Regions from separate parts of the Sus scrofa genome. Here region 2 is linked to region 1. Evidence: chromatin contacts called from public Hi-C data. All regions are on one chromosome and are shown on one strand. The core of a region is the stretch at or near the end of the contact, and the rest is flanking DNA. Distances in the headings are between cores, read along the strand shown. Region 1 holds the start of ATP6V1G2 (ATPase H+ transporting V1 subunit G2). Region 2 holds the start of BAG6 (BCL2 associated athanogene 6).

Region 1 (6,344 bases), core at 2,588-5,087:
AAAGAAAAAGCCACTTTTAACTCCGCCGCTAATGCCAGTAACAAAAGGCATAAAGGAAACCAGCATTTTCTCCCAGTGTTATCTTTTTATCTTGTCCTACTCTTTTTCTCGTCCTTCTCCTCTCCACTTAATTTCTTGCCACGCAGGCCTCCTCTCTGGGCACCCCTCCGTGGAAGCCACCCAAGGTGGCGGGACTGCGAGTTCCCACGGGGTCCTTGGCTCGGTAGTCAAGGTGACCTAGGGAGGTTGGCCCTGGAGCTAGGTAAGGGTTGTCCTTAGGTTGGGGGAGGAAGGAAGTCTGGTTCTTCAGTCGTACCCTTTCCTCAGCAGTGGAGGCAGTGGACGACATTTGCCTAAAATTATGTTGGCTGATGTAGCTGATGTCCTCAGGGCCCTGAGATTCGTGGGCATGGGCGGCGAATCAGGAAGGTATTTTGAATCCACCGAGTCTAGATTCTGCCCCAGGTGTTAAAGACAAATGGTAGGTAAGTGGTAAGGTTTGAGAGTTACATAATATTTTATAAATTTTCTACCATAACATACTTAGTCCTGCCTCTAATAGCCCCTTCGTTTGGCCTAGATTTTTTTTCTGAATGAAATATTTGATACCCACCTCCACTCCGGTTTTTATAAGTTATGGAAATCAAATGTGACTTAAAATTGAGAACTGGGGAGTTCCCATCATGGCTCAGCAGTTAACGAATCTGACTAGCATCCATGAGAATGAAGATTCGATCCCTGACCTTGCTCAGTGGGCTACGGATCCAGCGCTGCCGTGAGCTGTGATGTTGGTTGCAGACACAGCTCGGATCCTGCGTCGCTGTGGCTGCAACTACAGCTCCGATTCGACCTCTAGCCTGGGAACCTCCATATGCAGCAGCTGCAGCCCTAAAAAGCAAAAACAAACAAAAAACTGAGAAGTGTTTGGCCCTTTACCTGTTATCGCACTTAACCACTTAACACCAAGGTGTACCATTATTCCCATTCTACATCAAGCGAAAAGGATTTAGAGAATTAAAGCAACATGTGCAAAGCAATGGAGTTTGTAAAGTGACAGAGCCAGAGAAAAAACACTTACTTATTCTCTACTAAATCCTGTCTCCATGCTTAAAGAGTGGTTAATAAACACACTATGGATCACCTCATTAGTTCAAGTTCTTGGTGCAGTAGGCTTGTTTCCTGTGGCCAAAAGAAATGACAGTGGTCCAAGGATGGTGTCATGGAAGGGCAGTTTTTCCAACCTGTAGTATCAATTTTTTTCAACAGTATTTTATCAACTGCCTATTCTGTGCCCGGTGCTCTCCAAAGATCTGGGGACACAGCAGTGAAGAGCTCTATCATCACGGAGTTCACATAATGGGGGAGATGCCACATAAACATGTCAAGTATCCATAAGTGCTGTGAAAGAAAATATAGCAAGGTAAAGGTGCTTGTTCCTACACCCCAGTTTTTCTCTACAGTTGCCATCTCTAGTCCTCAGGTTTCCAAAGGAGGAGCCACATGTTTCTCTATTTATTTATTTATGGCTGCACCCACAGCATGGGGTAGTTTCTGGGCCAGGGGTCAAACCCAAGCCACAGCAGCAACAACACTGAATCCTTAACTGTCAGGCCACCAGGGAACTCTGTTTCTCACTCAAGAAAAAAAATAACATACCATTTGCTTTTGTTTCTCCAGCAAGCATCAAAAACAGCCCCTTTGGGTGTCTGGGGAATACATAAACCAGGAAAATGAGAAAAAAATGAAGCAAAAGAGGAGGCTGACTTGACCCACCAATTGGTTTGCCCATAATTATTTTATTGACACTTTTTTTCATAGTTACAAAGGGAAAGTAAGGTGTTGAAGATGTAGAAAGGAAGGCCATGCATACAAGGGGACAGAGCATCACTTTAGATCTCAGGTCTTTGGGAAAATAGGAAAATGCGGAAATCCAATAAAAAGAAAGACCAACTTAAGAGAGACAAAAAGGGAGGTTAAGAGATGCAAACAACTTCCTGGCACTTCCGTAGAGAGGCTAAATCAGATCATTATTTCATCTTTTCAAGGATTATAAGGTCTCTGGGAAAAGAGGTGGGAAGAACCAATTCCTCATGGAATCACTAGGGTCACAGAATAAATGAGTAGAATTAGAAAACCACAGACAGAAATGAGGAAACAGCTGTGTTTAGGTTTTGGCAGGTGGGCAGGGGATGGTAATTATATCACAAGGTTGCCAGTCATTGAATCGCAGCTACTACATGCTAGAAACCATGCCAGGTTCTTTACAGAATGGTTCCTAACCATTGCAGCAACCCTGCAAGGTAGGCCTTATTACTGTTATTCCAGTATTGCAAATGACACTGGAGCTGGAGTTTAAGGTGCATGTTCTGGTTGCCCAGCTGGCAGGTGGCAGGGTTGGGAGAGGGATCCAAGCCTACCAGGCTCTGAAGTCAGAGTGGTTTCCACATCCCTACTTCTTCTGTCACAAAGGGGTTGGGTGAGGGTGACTTGGGATTTACAGGTTCCCAGTGAAGGATTAAGAACATGGAGATTCAGGTCTGAGCAGGATATTTATAGATTTCACAGGAGAATTATTGGATTTGCTTCCAGAATTTCTATGGAATGAGAAGGTGAAAAGGATCATGGTGGGAGGTGATTCTTGAGGATTTCTTTGAAGGGGGGAACTGGAAGGAGGAGTCGGGCCCTCCAGGGACCTGGTGTGGGTTCTAGGCAGCAATCCGGTAGTTGGGGTGGACCTGGGGCCTGACGTCGCAGACCATGCCAAGAAGCTGGGCCAGGACACGTTCCCGATTTCTTTGCTGGGAGCTCTGCATGCCCTGTACCTGGCGTCTTGTAGCCTGCTCCACCTCAGCGGACAGGTTCCCCTGGGAGCCCATGGCCTGGGGGAGGTGGGGGAGAGAAAGGAAAAAGCAGAAACAGAGAAAGAAGGCATCCAGGCACATGGAGGGAAGGATCCTGGAGCAAGGCCAGGAAGAAAGGCCCTCTCCAAAACCACTGCCATCCACAGAAATATCCAGACATCAAAGAGAGCCACGTAATGCCCTCTCCTCTAAGACCTGACAGGCAGCATCATCCTACAACAGACCATACAATCCCCACCGCCTCACCACATGCGCCCATAAAACTCTGCCCTCCACCCCAAATGTCATACTCTGCATGGACTGTGACATCCCCCTACCTCCACAAGCTATACAAGTCCTTTAAAGCTCCCAGACTCTCTTACGTATTGCAAAGCTCCATCAGCAATGTGGTCCTCGCCAGAGTCCCCTTCAGCGAGGGGACCCCTCCACCTTTTTTTCTTGTGGAATCACCCTGTATACACCTCACCAGATAGACCTATCAAGTTGCATCCCAGGGTCCCATCCCAGCTCCCCCATGACTTACTGCTTGCTGCTTGCTCTGGAATTCCTGCTCTCTCTCTCTGCGGTATTGCTCCACTTCCATCTGTGCCTCTTCCTTTGCCTGCTTCAGGCGCCGCGCCTTCCCTGGTAACAGAAGAAAGGACAGAAAGTGGAGGTAGACCCTCCCCACCACCACTAAATCTGAGAGTATGGGTCACTCCCTTCGGAAAAGTTATTCTGCCTTCTCTCAGTCAGCTAGATGCTAGATTCTGACACCCATTTCTTCCTTCCTAATAAGCCACCCCAGCTCCTTCCTCCCCACCAGCCTTGGGTTATCCGAAGGACTCAAATGTTTGCTGTATCCCTACCCCCAGTTTTCTCTCTGGACTCCTAAGGGAGAAATGAAGAGACTCACTCTTTCTGGCATCTGCCACCTTCTCAGCGGCCCGCTTCTCAGCTTGCAGGAGCTGCTGGATGCCCTGGGATTGACTGGCCATTTCTGTCGTTTATGACCGATGCTGTTTCGGATGCTATCAAGGTACCAGACGGCTCTCCCCCACACTGCCTACTTCTCCTCCCCCAGCTGTTTGCTGCAGCCTTCCACTACCCCTGGGTCTTAGTGCTCCTCTTTTCTTTCAGCCTTCTGCACCGGGTGTGCCCCCCAAATTGATCCTCCGATTGATGATGACTGCTCCTTTTCGCTCACCTCTTCCTCTGGCAGTACCCAAAATTACCGCCTGGGGGCAGCAGAGACCAGGCCCAAAGCTCCCCACAACCGTCGTCGCAGGTGCAGGGTTTTCCCACTTGGAAGGGCTAGGAATGCGGGCAGGGGTCAGGAGGAGAGAAATATCTGGGAGAGAAGGAGACATAGAAGGATTGAGAATGGGGTGAGGAGGTAAATCAATCATCCTGGGTGGTGTGTTGGGCATAGAGTATGCTGGGCTTCTCTAAATTCCAACTTGTCTTCCCCTTTTTTTCTCCCTCTCATTTCTATCTCCTTTTTCTACTTTCTCAATTCCAGATATCTCCATTCATCTCACTTGCTTTATTTTCTTGTGTCTTTTCCTGTGTTTTTCTCCTTTATGACCTGTCCCTTTCTCGGCCTTGCTGTGGTTTTGGTTTTGCATTTTCACCGTGATTTTTATCCTGTCTCCCCTGTTTTCTCTCCTCATCTTTTCGTCTATTACTGAATCATCTCTCTCCTTCCAGTTGGGGGAGGCGGGGTTCAACCTCCAGCTAGCCCTTGCCTCTGCTGCTTTTTCTGGCGTATCGTAGTCTTCCGGTTTCAGACGGACCCTTTATCTTAAGTTCCCTAGGTTCCCCCCCGGAGGCTAGAGCAAGGAAACACCTCCCGCCCCCCTCGGGGAGGAACGACATCCGGTAACGCGCTTCAGTTCATTTCCGCCCTTTACCGGCGTGTCCGCTTGCGCCATTTCCGTCAGCCTAGAGTGTCTCCGCCCTTCCCGCCTCCCTTCCTCGCAGCGTCTTAAACATAGGCCTCGGGCCTACTGCTCCGGGGGTACTTAGGGGGGCGGGGGGCAGGTCTGATGAGTAACCCCTCCCCCCAAGTCCCAGAGGGAGAAGCCTCTACATCTGTCTGCCGGGTACATTATATTCAATTTCTAGATCATTATTTGAAATTGTGACTTTTTAAAATTCAAATTTCTGTTGATAAAAATTTCCCTCATCAGTCTTTTATTATATAACAAAATCCTTTATTAAAAATTTATGTGGGCCAATGAGCCGCAAAGTAATCATTTATCCTTTTCTCATTAAAAAAATTAAATGTGACCCCAGCTCCCTCCTCAAAATTTTTCTTCAAACTTATCTGGTAAAGAGATGAGGATTAGGACTGGCCCTCATCTTTTGCTGAAGATACGAGGAGAAATGGGGAACGGAAGGGAGGAACAGAGAGAATGTCAAAGATGGAAGAGGGAGGGACCATCCAAGGCTGAGGTCCTGACTGCTGCCTTTTTTTTCCTTCTTTCTCAGCCCAAGAGTTCCATGGCCTCCACCTCCCGTCGCCAACGCCGAGAGCGTCGCTTCCGTCGTTATTTGTCTGCAGGACGGCTGGTCCGGGCCCAAGCCCTCCTCCAGCGACACCCGGGCCTTGATGTAGATGCTGGGCAGCCCCCACCACTGCACCGGGCCTGTGCCCGCCACGATGCCCCTGCCCTCTGCCTGCTTCTTCGGCTTGGGGCTGACCCTGCCCACCAGGACCGCCATGGGGACACGGCGCTACATGCTGCTGCCCGCCAGGGCCCTGATGGTGAGTCTGCCCTGGGAGGGAACAAGGTCTGGAGGACCTGGTGGGGTGTGAGATGAAGGCCAGTGGTTGAAAAATAAGCTGGTTATTTGCTCCCGAGACTTAGGGAAGAGTTGGCTTTGCTTATCATTTGTGCCTTTACATGACTGAGCTCCCTTTGTCTGAAGAGCCCTACATTCCCCAAAACAGCAAGTAGTAGTCAGAAATCATGTTTTTCTAGATTAGTGGCTATCTAGTCTCTTGACTAGTTTTTGCTTGTATTGCAAAAAGTACGACAGAGGATACTCTTTGCAGTTACATTGTCTGGGTTCAAAGTCCAGCTCCATGATTAATAGCTGTGTATTCTTGGCAAGTTTCTAAACTTTCCTGATGCTTAATTTGCCCTTGTGCAGATTTTTTTTTTTTTTTTTAATGGCTTAAATGCAAGTTCCCAGACCAGGGATTGAATCCGAGCCACAGCTGTGACCTGCACCACAGCTGCAGCAACACTGGGTCCTTTAACCTACTGCATTGGGCCAGGGATCAAACCTGTGCCTCTACAGCCACCTGAGCCACTGAAGTTGGATTCTTAACCTACTGCACCACAGCGGGAACTCCCCCATGTGCAAAATTAGATAATGACCCTTGCTGTGTGCCAGGCACTTCTCACAAAGCAGCTCATTTAATCCTCACAACTACCTTATGAAGGTACAAGTACTAACATTAACCCCCATTTCTCAGATGAAGAAAAGCACAGA
Region 2 (5,824 bases), core at 33-2,532, 96 kb after region 1:
ATTCCTCCTTCCTTCTTTCCTTCTACATTGAGTTTTACTGAGGTAAAAGAAAGCAGAAGAAAATCTGCCTCACACAACAGAAAGCATACACCAAACGTTCTGGCTACAATATTAACAAAAAAAAATCAATGAAAGAAAATCAGAAGACCAGAAGATAAGACTCTTATCTCAGAAAAAGGAACCTACAAAAAGAGTTAATAGGTGTCTTCCAGAAGTACTGGGGTCTCACCTGGGCCCCCACAATAAAGGTCCGGGTCTGAGAGTCCAGGGTCTTCACCAGCACCTCCAGGCTTTCAGGCTCTTCCATAGTGGTACTGGTACTATCATTGGGCTCCATGGCCGACAGCTCTCTAAGGAAGAATGGAGGGAGGGAGGCCCGCTGTCGCCCAGAGCAGATTTTTATATACCCGGAAGCCACCCCGGCCAGAGACTCCGCCCCCACACCTGAAGAGTTTCTCTCACACAAGCACACACTCTCACACCCGCCCCCAGCCCCTTTCTGATTCCGGGGCACAGAGAGAGAAACACAAAGGGCAAGAGATCGACGGCACAGGGAGGTGGAGGACGGGAGGTGGGAGGGGCTCCACGATGCCAATCACAATAAAGGAGGGCCAGTCTGGCTAGGAAACAGGGAAGGAAACACAGGACCAGTGTCATCACCGGTCGCGATAGGATAAGGGCCCGAGAAGTCGTCAAGCCCAGGGACAACGCGAGAGCGAGGGTCGCGCCACTCTGCGGAGAAAGTGGTTTCGCGCACGCGCGCCACGCCACGCCCGTCGAACCCGCTTAAGTCACGACGGACTCGAGATAATGGACACTCACAGGGGGCCAGAACTGCTAGCTGACTGCCCCCCTCTTCTACCTTCCCTCGGTGCTCTAGCAGAGCGGCGCAACCAACACACACACACACACACACACACACACACCCCACACACACACCACACACACCCACTCACACTCCTCCACCCGCGGCTCCGCCCCCGACTTCCCCACGGTACCGTCACTTCCGGTCTCCCCCAACCTGCCACCGACGGTCACTTCCGTTTCCCCGATAGTATTTGGGGATCGCGAGGCGGTACTTCCGGCTCCCCCAGGTCCCCAAGCTTTACTTTTGTAGGGCACGAAGATTAAGTTATCAGCCCCAAACTGAGTTCCTGGGGGCGAGACGGGCCGGGGCCGGCCTAGATGGGAGGGAGCCGAGCACCCCGAAGAGCCGCCGCCGCCACCGTCTCCCGGGGTACCTCACTGCGCCTGCGTGCGTCGCACTACGCATGCGTACACACTTCGGCACCGCCCCACCCCCTCCGGCCCTGTTCATTTCTCCTGTGCGCGCGCGCTTAAGCAGTAGGGGGTTGTGGTGGCCGCTATAAATGCCTGAAGAAAAAAATTACAAAGTGAGACTCTTCGACTGCCTCGAGGGGGGTTTTGAACAGTTGTATGGAGTTTGGAATCTGGAGCCTGAGAGTTGTGCCTCGCTAATTTACGTTAAAGTTTTGGCCTGCAGAGAAGTTGAGGCGGCACTGACCAGGCCACCTAGAATTCTGTCAGCCTCTCACAATCGCTCTCGCTGCGCCGCTCCTTCGGCGCCTCCGGAAGTCACCCTTTCCATAGGCGGTTGGAGGTGGTTCTCGAGCTGACTTTCCTGCGGTGGCGTCGTTGGGCCTGACCTCGGTGGGCCTGACCTCGGTTTTGCCCGTGGGCGTTTTGTGGAGCGTGGGCGCCATGTTCCTTCCCGCGGTGTGCGGCCGCGGGGGGACATTATCATGTTTTGGAAAAGTTGAGGATTTACTACCTTTCAGGACGTTTGTTTATAAAAAAGGACGCCTCCGAGATTGGGAATTGGGAGCAAATGGAGTCAGACTGGACTGAAACGCAAGACTCTAACCTTGGGGAATTGAAAGGGCCGCCTAATGGCTTCTGCAGGCCTGAGGTCTGGGGGGTTACCGTCCCCTCTGCTCTCCCCCCTTCCCCCCGCCCCTTGGGCAAGGGCCTCGTTTCCGCGGTGCTGCCGAGGTCCCTGTCTCCAGTGCCCAACCTTTCTGGGCTTCATATTATACCCATCTCAGTACTGTTTGAGTTAAGAGTTATAAGGAGGACCTGTTTAGTGAGCGCCTAGTCTATGTCAGCCAGTTTGCTGAGGGTTTCACATATTGTCATACGTAAAAGCTTTTCAACATCTGAGCTAGTTATTACACACGTTTTATTGGTGAGTGCTCCTAGGGGAATGTAAGTGGCAGAACCGACCAAATCCAGGCCTACCAGACTCCCAAGCAGTTATACTTTACTCCCCCAATAACTTGTGTCTAATTTTTTATTATAAAAAATGTGAAACATTACCCCAAACAGTGTAATGAACCGTCATATACCCACCCAAATTTTGTTCTTTTAACCAAATCACAAGCCTATAGCAGTCCATGGGTTATAAATAATCTATAAAAGAAGTCTCATTAACTGCTCTCATTGTAATAACTAGCTCAGATGTGGAAAGGCTTTTATATATGACACTTGGCACTACCCAATGACTGCCTCTTGACGATTCTTTCCTTGCCTCTTATTATTTGAGAACTTAATTCCCCCCCAGAGACTATAAAGTGCTTTACAAACATTACTATTAATTATAGCGAATGTTTACTTTGGACTTAGAATGTGCAGGCCTTCGCTAAGGGCTTTATCTGCATTAGCTCTTTTAATCCTATAAGATTAATGATTTGCTCAATTTACAGATAAAAAACAGGCATAAAGATTAACAAAATTGTCGAAGATCTATAAGTAACAGAAATTAGAGTTTGGACCCACTCTGTCTGACACCACTGTCCATTCTTTTTAAGCACTAGATTATGTGGCCTCTTACCTGTAGTAATAAACAGTGAGTGAATGAATTAATGTGTCAGCAAACTTTGGGGAGGGCATAATATTGTTTCCCCAATAATAACTTAAGAGAGAAAGCCTCCCATCCACCATGCTCCAGCACCCAGTTCACACCTGTTCTAAAGCACTTACCAGCTTGTACTGCAATAATTTGTTTAGATATCTAGTTTTCCTTAGACTGACATCTTTAAGGCCAGGGACTGTGTCTTACTCATTTTTATGTTCCCAGGGCTTAGCCAGTTCCTGACAAGCAGATGGAACTCAAAAATAGTTTGCTAAGTGAATGGATGAAAGACTCAAATCCGACTCTTCAATACTGCACAGCCCAGCAAATAGCCAGCTCAGATGTGGGTTGAAACAGCACAAGCTTCTACTGGAGGGCTCAGCTCTCCTTATAACTCCTCAGAGACCCTAGATATGCCACGATGTATTGTGGAGTGGCTGCATTTAGAAGAGGGGGAGGAAAGCCCAAACACTGTTAGTAATCCAGGCTTGGGGTGGAAAACAAGGTTGAAGTTACTCATTAGCAGGTGAAAGGGTCAAGGGTCGAGGCAAGGGGGCTGGAAGCATAGTGGACTGAGCAGCTAGTGGGGGAGAACAGTTAAGGCACCAGCCACTCCACGCGGAGCACCAGTTCCCTCTTGCCTGAAGATGTTCCACCAGATTTGGGCAGCTCTACTCTACCTCTATGGCATTCTCCTTAACTCCATCTACCAGTGCCCTGAGCACAGTCAACTGACAACTGGAGGAGTGGATGGGAAAGAGGTATGAACTAAGAATTTGGGAAGCTTTGCAGGGGGCAGTGGTGGGGTGGCTCCGAGGGAAGAGGGTGAGTGGCTTAGAATGACTAGAAAGGAAGGGAGGAAGAGGGTGTGAGTGTTGTGATGAAAGCAAGAACATTGAAAAAACATTAGTACTGTGGCCATCAATGGGAAGACAAGGTAGAATTGGGGGGTGGGGTTTACTGAGGAGGGACAAAGAGGAAAAGTCACTGAATGGATCTGACCCCCCCCCAAATTGGAAAAAGGCAGCCCTAAGTATTGCCATCCTGACTGATGAAGAGGTTGGATGGATTCTGTAGTGAGACCCACCTTCTGCTCCCCTCATCTCCAGTTCCCAGAGCCCCACCTGGGCCAGTGGTACTTTATCGCAGGGGCAGCTCCAACCAAGGAGGAGTTGGCGACTTTTGACCCTGTGGACAACATTGTCTTCAACATGGCTGCAGGCTCTGTTCCCATGCAGCTCCAGCTTCGAGCTACCATCCGCACGTGAGTGGTGAGGAGGCAGAGGTGCAATCTGCCCAAAGTATGAATGCTCTCCCACAAAGAGCTGGGCTCTTTGGCATATCCATTATTCCTTAGCTCACTGAGTTCAACAGCTTCATTAGCTTCCCTCTGGAGAGAGATGTATCTAACCATACCTTAGCTTGAAACCCAAGGGGACCTGGGCTTCAAGAAGAAATAAGGAGTTCCCATTGTGGCTCAGTGGTTAATGAACCTGACTAGCATCCGTGAGGACATGGGTTCAATCCCTGGCCTTGCTCAGTGGGTTAAGGATCCGGCATTTCTGTGAGCTGTGGTTTAGCTTGCAGATGTGGGTCGGATCCTGCGTTGCTGTGGCTGTGGCGTAGGCTGGCGGCTGTAGCTCAGATTTGACCCTTAGCCGGGGAACCTCCATGTGCCATGGGTGTGGCCCTAAAAAGACAAAAGACCAAAAAAAGAAGATGGAATAGGAGTTCCCGCTGTGGCAGAGTGGGTTAAGAATCTGAGCAGCAGCTTGAGTCACTGCAGGGGCAAAGGTGTGATCCCTGGCTCAGCATAGTAGGGTAAGGATCTGGAGTTGGCACAGCTGTGGCCTAAGTAGCAGCTGTGGCTTGGACTCAGTCCCTAGCCTGGGAACTTCCATATGCTGCAGGTGTGGCCACAAAAAAATAAATAAATAAAAACAATAAGATAAAGGTAGAAGCTGGTACTGAGTGGTTGAGATGTCACTCAGTCTTTCCTCCTTGCCACCACCACCTCTACAGGAAAAATGGGCTCTGTGTGCCCCGGAAATGGATCTACCGCCTGTCTGAGGGAAACACAGATCTCAGAACAGAAGGTTGGTTCTCTCCAGCCCTCATTCTCCCCAAGCCCCGCTGCGCTCACTTGGTTTTGCATCTCTGTTCTCACATTTCCCTCCGCCCACCCACAGGCCGCCCTGACATGAAGACCAAGCTCTTCTCTAGCACATGCCCAGGTGGAATCATGCTGAAAGAGACAGGCCAGGGTTACCAGCGCTTCCTCCTCTACAGTGAGTGGGGGTGCCAAGCAGGGAGGGTTGGGGGGAAACACGGGGCTATGCCCGCAGGAGAGCTCCCTTCCCTGGGCCCTGTAATGTCATCCCAGAAAGGGCTGGGTGCTTCCATGAGATCCCTGGTGAGGGATCGCTGCCCTTCCAGATCGCTCACCACACCCTCCTGAGAAGTGTGTGGAGGAGTTCCAGTCCCTGACCTCCTGCCTGGACTTTAAGGCCTTCTTACTGACTCCCAGGAATCAAGGTGAGGGGGTAAAGTCTCACAGACAACTAGGACTCACCATGTCTTCTGCAAGTGTTGGGTGAAAGGGACTCAAATGATGTCACTAGAGGGCATGGCCAAAGGCTGACATCATCAGACTGGCTGTGCTGACACCTCCATTTGTGTCAAAGACTGTGATGGCACCAGAGGGAGCCAGGATGGGGTTGGGGCTACTCAGAAGTTTCTGAGTTGGCAGTGGATAAAGGGGGCAGAGAGTCAGTTGGGGACAGATGTCTGCAGGGAAAAGGTCTCAGAGACCCTTCTCTGACATGAGGAAATGAGGGATTATGTTCTTCCTCATCCCATTACCACAGTCTTGTTCTCTCCCTGGGTCTTCTTCCTTTCCATCCTCTCCTTTTCTCCCTCCTCCCACCAGAGGCCTGCGAGCTGTCTAGTAAC

The links. Hi-C and Micro-C count contacts between places; a contact is called where the count stands out from the background.
Region 2: a Hi-C map of liver shows a contact between it and region 1, with 12 times the contacts expected there. The contact joins the promoter of BAG6 here to the promoter of ATP6V1G2 in region 1. A contact is called at or near these places in 3 of 5 promoter capture datasets (fetal liver, fetal skeletal muscle and liver), 9 of 47 Hi-C or Micro-C datasets (blood, brain, embryonic fibroblasts and 4 more) and 2 of 2 datasets of contacts at active chromatin or transcription factors (alveolar macrophages and skeletal muscle).

What each region holds. Positions count from the first base shown.
Region 1 is chr7:23,669,204-23,675,547 of Sscrofa11.1, forward strand. It overlaps ATP6V1G2 (ATPase H+ transporting V1 subunit G2), which reads right to left and starts at 3,838. Exons shown (of 3, transcript NM_001145380.1): 1 at 3,757-3,838; 2 at 3,385-3,485; 3 at 2,706-2,879. The coding sequence starts at 3,838. The coding sequence ends at 2,706. It overlaps NFKBIL1 (NF-kappa-B inhibitor-like protein 1), which reads left to right and starts at 3,799. Exons shown (of 5, transcript XM_021098451.1): 1 at 3,799-3,879; 2 at 3,981-4,128; 3 at 5,334-5,610. The coding sequence starts at 5,346. LOC102161099 (a long non-coding RNA gene) reads left to right here. Exons shown (of 2, transcript XR_002345613.1): 1 at 1-481; 2 at 581-1,142.
Region 2 is chr7:23,767,377-23,773,200 of Sscrofa11.1, forward strand. BAG6 (BCL2 associated athanogene 6) reads right to left here and starts at 1,283. Exons shown (of 26, transcript NM_001145382.1): 1 at 1,022-1,283; 2 at 230-350. The coding sequence starts at 337. APOM (apolipoprotein M) reads left to right here and starts at 3,469. Exons shown (of 6, transcript NM_001040640.1): 1 at 3,469-3,633; 2 at 3,982-4,136; 3 at 4,895-4,968; 4 at 5,062-5,160; 5 at 5,309-5,407; 6 at 5,802-5,824. The coding sequence starts at 3,520.